2 separate regions of the Mus musculus genome follow, and region 2 is linked to region 1. Evidence: chromatin contacts called from public Micro-C data. All regions are on one chromosome and are shown on one strand. The core of a region is the stretch at or near the end of the contact, and the rest is flanking DNA. Distances in the headings are between cores, read along the strand shown.

Region 1 (4,455 bases), core at 696-3,195:
GTGGAGACAAGTTCCTAGCAATTGTTTTTCTAAAATTACCAGTCTGTGCTTTCTACAGGAGTGCTTCCCAATCTGGGACATTTTTGCTCTCTAGAGACCATTTGGCAATAAATGGAAACATTTTTGTTTGTCAACAACCTGAAGAGGGGTGTTACAAGAGGGTGAGGAAGAAAACATCCTATAGGGGGCTGGAGAGATGGCTCAGTGGTTAAGAGCACTGACTGCTCTTCCAGAGGTCCTGAGTTCAAATCCCAGAAACCACATGGTGGCTCACAACCATCTGTTATGGGATATGATGCCCTCTTCTAGATTTGTCTGAAGATGGCTACAGTGTATTCATAGAAAATAAATAAATCCTTTTTTAAAAAAAAGCTTATAAATTAATCCTACAAACAATAAGAACTGACTTGTCCGAGTGTGTCAGATGCTAATGATAAGGCCTGTACTTAAGGTTGCAGATGTGGGCTGAGAATCATGTTTTATTTCACACACAGTATTCCTATGTTTAGCTGCTAAGATTGCAGGTTACTGGAAGCCGATGAGAATGTATTTAGTCTGGCTGTCCTGGATTTCTGTTTCCTTATTGCCACCTATTTTCTTACCTCTGTTCCTCTTATACCTACTTGATAGATGTGGGCTCTACTTGTATTTTCTATACCTACTTCTAAGTGTAAAGTGCAAAGCAAGAGCCTTTTACTCTGGGCTAAGGTACATCTACCCTCGGATCCACTTTGATCTCTGAAGTTCTGTTCTGTTCTCCCAAACCCTAACAGATGACTCTAAACTCAAGCTCCTCCACACTTGGTTGCTTGGTGCTCTGATGTGATATGGTGAGTGACCTATTTCAACAAGCAGATTGGTTAGCCATTGCTGTTCCAGCCTGGGGCCAGCAGGCAGTTGTAAAGTCTTCTAAATTGAGCCGTCAACCTCGGATGCTGAGTTTTGTAGCTTCATAGTTGCTGAAAAAAACAGTATTTTAAATGGAAAGGATCTGTGAGGTTTAAGAATGGTTCCAACATTTTCATTATTATTATATTTTTTGGTAGAATAGAATTTTAAAGAGAAAACAGGAATTACTTGGACTTAATAAAACTGGAAATAACAGCAGCACTCTGCTTTTCTCTCCTTGCCTTATGATACATCAGTTATGAAAGAGGTGATGCTGGGGTGTCAGCTGTAAGGAGCAGGGATGGCAGCCGAGCAGCCATCGCCTCACATAGACAGTGTTGCTCAGGGGCTTGTGGATGCGCTTTTGTGTAAGTGCAGGGCTGTTATCTCACGTGAGCAACTTCTCTACGTTCCCTCCTGGTCGCGTCCTTAGGGATAACACCAATACCTCTTAACCGGTGAGATTCCTTGACTTTGGCTTTCTCTTCATCACACTGCCTCTGTGCCTTGACTCTTGGTTCTCACAAACTCCTCCTCCAGGCCGGCCTGCTTCAGGGCGTCCCTATAGCGCTCTTCTGCTTCTTTCCTGGCGAGGGCCTGTGGAGTGGAAGTGACAAGTATGACTCTGAGTTACTTGGGGAATCCGTCTTTAAAATATTGCCCTTTCCACCACCCACACCTTTAGTGCTGGACAAAGCTGGCACAGGAATGACTTAGAGCCTTATTGTTAGCCACAGTTTATAAAATGAGTCCCATGGGGATCTTGTTCACATACAGGTACAAATACAATTTCATATCTCTAACACTTCTAGGAGGTGTCAGCTCCTAATTAATTTGAGAGGCACGCCCTTGAAAAGCATCCAAACCATCCTCAGGAAGACTAACATATCACAAATGCTTAGCAAGAGGAGTGTGGTCTGTAAGTAGCTAGAAGGCTACCTTGTTTTACATATCTAAGAACAAAACCACAGGCTACTTTGTGTTTTCTACAAAAGGGGACCTAAAGGAGTGGACCATAAGTATGTTCCGGACAGTCCAGCAGGGGGCAGGGCCGCCTGGAGGAGGAGGAGAGCCATTAGTACCTAGGGATGCCACATGCTCTGAGATGGAACTCATGCCTACAGTGAACCACAGAGCCAGATACCACACTAAACTGCCTGGGGTGGGTCCTTCTGGATGTTCAAGGGCTCTAGAGCTTCCTTAGGGAGATCTCAACTGAATTCACCTTCTTAAAGTCCAGAGAATATTTTTCAAATGGCTCAGCCTAATAGCCACTTATTCTGGAAAGAGCCTTGAGGGGTGCTTATAAAGCACTGTGATCTTTAAGGACCTGTATTTGGAGTAAAATCGCATCAATAAAGCAAGTTAAGAAGTATATAAGCTGGGTGTGCTGGTGTATGGCTACAATCCCAGCACCGGGGATATTAAGGCATGAGGGTGGTGGGTTCAAGTCCAGCCCGGACTCAATGAATTATAGGTCAGCTTGAACTCCATAAAAAGAAACCCTGTCTCAAATATCAGATGTTTAAGTCCATGGTCCCTTGGGCCTGTCACTTTGGACTTTGGCCAGACACCATTATAGAGGTGAAGCATATGGTAGCTGCTGCCATGTCATGTTGGCCAGGAAGCCAACAGAATGTCCATGTGTCTGTGCCTTTTATTCCAACCGAGCACCCCAAGCCTAGGAGACCATGCTGTCTATATTCAAGGCAGTTCTTCCTTAGCTAATTCTTTCTGGAAACACCCTCAGACACACCCTGAAGTGGAGTGTGTTAATTTTCTGGGTCATCCAGGCACAGTCAAATTGAAAAGATTAACCACCATGGAGTTCAATTTAGAGGATCTGAGTTTTAAGAAAATAATCACAGAGTAAAATCTTTTCACAATTTCTAAGAAACCTTTGACCCAAGGCAGGAAAACGTTGAGAGTCTGGATTACCTTGGTAACTTGTTCAAAGAGATAGGGCCTTGTTTGTATTCTTTTCTTCATTTCCTCCAGTTCTTTCTTATATTCCTTTGCTCTTTTACGGTCATTGCTCCTGGAATTAACAAGGTTTCTAGAAGCAACCAATCTCTTTCAAAATCAGAAACCCTTCATGCAAGCTAAGCAGAGGCATTCCCGTGTACACTAAATTCCTATTGCCTGCCAAGCCTGTAACTTCTGCTGATGGTGTAGTTTACTCCAATGACTCCATTTTGCCATTTCACAGCCATCGATGTGCTAGAACCCAATTCAGGCAACCCCCTTGGACCGTGGAGGACACTGACCGGTTCTCTTTAAGCTTCGCTTTGAACACCTCTTCCAGGCTTTTGTGGGGATCCATGGCCTTGGCCCTCAAGGTCACTGATTTAGACATGGCTTGACAGTTCTTTTTGTGCACCTCCAACCACTGAATGCTCATGTCTGATTTGTCCTTCTTTTCAAGTGACATTCTAAAGGAGAGAGCAGAGATAGTAGATGACCTGGGCACATGCATAAGCAATCGTAGGACCTTCTCTGCGCTCAGTTATGTCTTCTCTTTTCTTTCTTTAAGGTGTTTGTTTGCTTGTATATGTGTGTATTTGGGGATAGGGGTATGTGCAGGTCTGAATGCAAGTGCCCCCAGGGTCTAGAAGAAGGCATCAGGTCTGTTGCAGCTAGAGTTACAGTTGTGAGCAGCCCAGTGTGGATACTGAGATCTATATTTAAGTCCTCTGCGGTACATGCTCTTAACCACGGAGCCATCTCTCCAGCCCCTAGTGGGTGTTTCTATGAATATGATTTTCTATACATCTGCCACAACTGTTTTCAGAAAAGGATGGTTCTGGGGATGGGCGTGGCACAGACCTGTAGTCCCAGTGCAGGAGGAACCAGATGTTCAGGATGTCCCAGCTACACAGTGACTTTCATGCCAGGATGGCCTGCAGGGAACCCCATCTCAACAGCTATTCTGAGGCGAAAACCAATGGCAGATGATGCTTTCCTACTTTCTGGGTTCTGTGATTTCCCACAGAAGAGAAATCCATTGATTGAACAGAAAGTATTGAGTAAAATGGCCATACCCAGCTAGGAGTCAATAGATTGTTAGTTGTTTCCCTTGGCTGGAGCAGTACTCATAGCTACTATTTACAGAGCTGCCAACCAGGAACCAAAGACTTTATATCTCGCGTAACTCTCACCAGGCTCTGAGGAGGTAGACATACTAGGCCCCCTTCCTCTGAGGGGGACTGAAAGTCAGAAAGCCTCTTGTTCACCGCTACTTACTATGCAGAGGAAAAGCCAGCACAACCAGGATGGTGGATCTCTGAGTTTGCCCCTGATTGCTGTACTATAAACAGTGGTCAAGCAATGACTTAGGTTCACAGTTCTTTTGGAAATACAAATCGCCATTTCCATAAAGATCTGGAAACAGGCTTCCTTTAATGTAGACAATTTGGGTTCAACTTATAGTACTCAGTTTGTATAAACTATTTTAGAGTTCTGAGGTGGGTTCCACCAAAAGACTGCACTTAAAAATACATTCAAACAGATCAAGGACAAGGGCACAAAAGCTTAATTCCACCCCCTGATGTTGGAAAGTAGATGTGA
Region 2 (4,455 bases), core at 726-3,225, 100 kb after region 1:
GGGTGCTGGGAACTGAACACCAGCCCTCTGAAGAGGAGTTAGCGCTCCTGACCTTCCAGCTACCTCTCTAGCTCTGCATTTGATTTTAGAAAGCATTTTTGTTGAGGTTTTGTTTTGTTTTGTAACCATTGACTGATTACTAGGTTTCATTGAAGTGTCTTCAGGCATGTCAGTATACAATGTTGCCTTTCATCCTCTTATTTAACTGCTCTCCTCATTTCCTCTCCTGCTCTCTGGAGGGTTCCCTTCTCAGGCTGGTTGTGAAGGTCTCAAGAGATTTTCCTGCCTGTGTTTCTCCAAAAACTAGGCCTGCATACATGTACCATATGATCACATAGATTAGCCTTTATCAAAGTGTCAGATTACAGTAACTAATTGTTTAAGAACTATTTCTGGTCTTTTTCCAAGTCAGTTCAGAGGTTTCTACAATTTGGTTTTTAGAAAGAAAAAAAAAGTATTTCTTCCAAAAAAGGAGAAATTCTGCTTTTATGCAAAAGACAAAATACCTCAGGATTTTCATTGACTCATGGTGATGGGGTAATGACGAGAGGGGAGAGATTTTTTTTTTATATATATAAAGGATTTTAAGAGGTTGGGAATAGAAAACCTAGAGAGGAAATGCTCTATCTGTTACTAGGAAAAGATACCAGAACAGAAGTAGGGGAGTGAGGTCACGCCAACCTCCAAAGACCTCCAGCTCATTCTCTACACTGTCCCATTAAATGACATTCAAACCTGACCCTTTGGGGACTCCACCAAGAATCAAACACATGCACACATTTCTGCAGTAGATCTCCTAAAAACCTGATGAGTAGAAAGAAATTAAAGTTTATATAAAAGTGCAACAGGAGACATTCCTAGGCTGGATGAGTAAGAGATAGTGTCGCTTAATACTGGATTATGAATCTTGCCAGGAACAGAGCAAGTCTTGCCTCAGATTCTAAGTCCATGCTAAGATGCAAACACAGGGAAAAGCTATAATCAAAGCTGGGGATCGCCGGCATACAGCTTCTGGAACTCTACAACTTCCCTTGCGCGGCGTCCGTGGGGTTCCAACTGCAGCCTAGAAGAGGATATGTCGGCACTTGAGAACTGATTTTCGGAAGGTGTCTTCCTAGGCTCTTATTTTCTACCACCTGTCTGGGGGAATGTTTAGTCTTTTGAATGAAGCAGTATTAGCAAAACCACATGCCCTTATTTACCTCCAAAAGTTTAACTTCGCTGAGAAAGTTTAACTTGGCCCAGGGCTTGGGAAAAACACTAAAAGCCAGAATGTTTGTGAAAACTAACAAATGGCTGCCTTTTTGATATGAAAACCTAGGGTACATGTCTAGGAGATTCAAAGTTCCTTCTCTGATCTTAGTTCCATGTCCTTAATGAGCTCCCATCCCCTCTTGCCTCACATAGAGGCTGGATGGGGGGAAGGGACGCTCCTGGCAAAGGAAAGTACTCTATGTACAGCGACCAAAAGGAGGAGTTTCTGGGGCACAGAGGTGGCTGGTACAGAGGTGAAAGAGAGACCGTGGGAGGAACCAAAAAAGAGAAAGCAAGCCAGCATGTGACAGCAAGGACTGAGCTGGACTGGAGGTGGGTGGGTCAAAGCTAAAAAAGAAAAGGCTCAGGAGTAAAGGGGAGTGGGGAGCAGGCGTGACCGTCCGGGGCTGAATCTCGGGGCCAGGCGGTACAGAGTGACAGCCCTGACGCACGGGTCTGGTGGAACACAAGGGGCTGCAAAGAAGGGGCTGGGCCAAGAAGTCTGTCCGGCAGAAGCATGGTTTAGAGACGGGGCGGAAAGGACCCATTTCTAACATCATGGTCCCTCGTCGCCACCCTCACTCGCCTGCAGGATCCGGGACCGCATTGCTGCCGCTGCCGCCACTGCCGCCGCCATGGCTCACCGACTCTGCCCAGCTCGCCTGCGTCTCGGCTGCCAGTGCCTCCCTTGAAGCAACACCGTTAAGCCACGCCCAGAACACGACCGAGCCTCTCCATTGGAGGGAAGGGCCACTTCCTATAACCAATCACTTGTCGGAATCTTTGACTCCACCCATCATTCCCACCCCTGGGAATAGGTGATTGGTCAAAGGTGGAAGCGTTCTGGGCTTCTCTCACTTTATCCTATTTTTGTTGGCGGAAATATGGAGACGCCCCCTCGACTTGGTACTGCATAGTAAGCACACAGGGAAGACGCCCCCTAACCGGGAACTCCGATTGGCTGTAGGTAGGCTCTCTAAGGTCCCGCCCCCTTGCTAAGGAAAGTAAATAAGGTCCTTGAAGAATTTTGCCTGCGTTCCACTTTAACCACTCCGTGGGTGGGGCTGCTGTCTGGGGTGGGACTAGGCAAATGTTACCCTATGAAGTAGGGAAACGAGACCGGGCTGTGAGCTAAGGATAGGTTATCCCTGCTAGGGGCGTGGCTTGCGGATCCTCGCTTTCCCGCCGACGGTTGGTTACGTCACGTGACATGGGCTGGAAGATGGCGTCTCCCACAGACGGTAAGAGCCGGCTTGGAGATTGTTGGCCTGTAGTATCATTATTTGCTTCTCTGGGAACTTCCTCTGTCCTCACCCTTACTCTTTTTTTCTTGCGCCCCTCTCCTTTCTCTCCCACTTTTCTCCTTTGGGGTATGCCGGCTTTTCAGCTAGCAGGTGCCTAGTACCAGGTCTCCTTGCTGTGTACTAGGAAGGAGTCCATCAACCGGAGTCCCTATGGGGGGAAAAAGGACAGAGGTCGCTCCGGCCCATCGGTGATGCTGAGGGTTCAAAAGGAGCTGCTGAGGGGAAAGGGAACTTTCTTTTTGAACAGGCCCATTGGAGTGTTGGTTCTGTTCTCATCTCAGTAGAGCTGGTACGTATGAGTCTCTCAAGCTCTATGGCTGTGAAGTGTGAGTGGTGACTGACATGAGGTCTAGGGTTCATTCCTCTACCGAGCCGGCAGAGAGAGAAGCTTGTCTCCTCAGTTCAGGTCCGTTGCCTTGGCAGCAGGAGGTGCGGGGACCTGGTTTCCTTGCCCTGAGTCCCGAGGGAGTGAAAATTCGGCTTGTTAATGTCGCTTCTCACGCTTCTCAACTCTTCCTTAACTCGTCACCCCTCTACTTTATGTGTTGTTTCCGTAGGCTGAGGGCAGGAGCAATTCTGCTTATTCTGTCTTCTAAGACGCAAGTCATCTCAGTAGACATATAGGTGTTCTTGATATACCCGTATGCTTTTGCTCGCGGTTTTGCTTTAATATTTGGAATTGCTCTTCTGTCATTATTCAGCATCTCAGTTTATATAGTTATTCTGTTAACTTTGCACTTTGCCCGGGCCACACCCAACTATAAATTCCAATTCTGTCTTATTTCATTAATTTAGTCCTAGGGTTTTTTTTTGGGGGGGGGTTGTTTGTTTATTTTTACTATTTATTTATTTATTTTGGTTTTTCGAGACAGGGTTTCTCTGTATAGCCCTGGCTGTCCTGGAACTCACTCTGTAGACCAGGCTGGCCTCGAACTCAGAAATCCGCCTGCCTCTGCCTCCCGAGTGCTGGGATTAAAGGCGTGCACTACCACTGCCCGGCTAATCCTAGGTTTTAGAATAATGCCTGTAAAGGATTTGGCTTTAAGTTAACGTTTATCCAAAAGTAAAACTGGCCTTGGTGTGTGACCTCTAATTCTAGCTTGGGAGATTGAGGCAGGAGGTTTGTTGCTTCAGGCTTGCCTAGGCTGTAGAGGGAATTGTAGGCAAATCGTGTCTAAAATAAAAAGTTGGTTTAGTTTGTTGGTTGTTTTGTTTTTGTTTTTGTTTTTCCTGAGACAAGGTTTCTTGTATAGTCCTGGCTGTCCTGAAACTTGCTCTATAGACAAGGCTGGCTTTGAACTCAGAGCTCTTCCTACCTCTGCCTCCCGAGGCGTGCACCACCATAACACAGCTTAAAATAAAACGTTTTATTTTTAAAAGTAAGGGAGGAGTGACTGGAGAGATGGCTCAGAGATTAAGAGCACTGGTGCTCTTCCAGAAGTCCTGAGTCCAATTCCCAGCAACCCTATAGTGACTCCTGACCATCTACAATGAAATCTGGTGCCCCCGTCTGGTGTGCAGGTGTACATGCAGGCAGAACACTGTGTACATAGTAAATAAATCTTTTTTTAAAATGTGAGGGGGATGCAGGGGGCTGGTGAGATGGCTCAGTAGTTAGGAACACCTGGTGCTTTTGCAAAAGACCTGGATTCTATTCCCAGCATCTACATGGTGACTCATGACTCGATTCCAGTGGATCTGACCGCCATGAACATCAAGCACACATGTACTCCACATATATACCATGAAGACAAGACAGTCATACCATAACTACATCTGAAAATGAACAATAAGAAGTGAGACTGTAGTTCAGCACTAGGGAGTTGTTGATCATGACCAAGACCCTAAGTTCAGTCTTTAGTACTAAAGAGGATGATTAGATTATATTCAAAAGTAA

Evidence for each region. Hi-C and Micro-C count contacts between places; a contact is called where the count stands out from the background.
Region 2: a contact with region 1 is called in a Micro-C map of trophoblast stem cells, with 2.6 times the contacts expected there. The contact joins the promoter of Aldh6a1 here to the enhancer-like site in region 1. A contact is called at or near these places in 17 of 39 promoter capture datasets (the 3T3-L1 cell line, 3T3-L1-derived adipocytes, the C10 cell line and 12 more), 3 of 15 datasets of contacts at CTCF or cohesin (the NIH/3T3 cell line, large pre-B cells and pro-B cells), 35 of 484 Hi-C or Micro-C datasets (B cells, the C10 cell line, the C2C12 cell line and 24 more), 12 of 115 datasets of contacts at active chromatin or transcription factors (the 230-238 cell line, bone marrow-derived macrophages, embryonic stem cells and 6 more) and 4 of 9 other capture datasets (adipose tissue, embryonic stem cells, liver and 1 more).

Annotation. Positions count from the first base shown.
Region 1 is chr12:84,345,451-84,349,905 of GRCm38.p6, forward strand. Fam161b (family with sequence similarity 161, member B) reads right to left here. Exons shown (of 9, transcript NM_001358283.1): 6 at 3,156-3,320; 7 at 2,827-2,926; 8 at 1,337-1,485; 9 at 1-959. The coding sequence ends at 1,378. Among named protein-coding and RNA genes, the nearest start is that of Fam161b, 14 kb to the right of the region's middle. Within about 2 kb of position 1,946, at least 5 of the 459 cell types and tissues checked have an H3K27ac peak or open chromatin away from gene starts, as enhancers often do. A contact at or near this core is called in trophoblast stem cells, where this site is marked.
Region 2 is chr12:84,449,049-84,453,503 of GRCm38.p6, forward strand. It overlaps Aldh6a1 (aldehyde dehydrogenase family 6, subfamily A1), which reads right to left and starts at 1,976. Exons shown (of 12, transcript NM_134042.3): 1 at 1,841-1,976. The coding sequence starts at 1,891. It overlaps Lin52 (lin-52 homolog (C. elegans)), which reads left to right and starts at 2,460. Exons shown (of 6, transcript NM_173756.4): 1 at 2,460-2,495. The coding sequence starts at 2,465.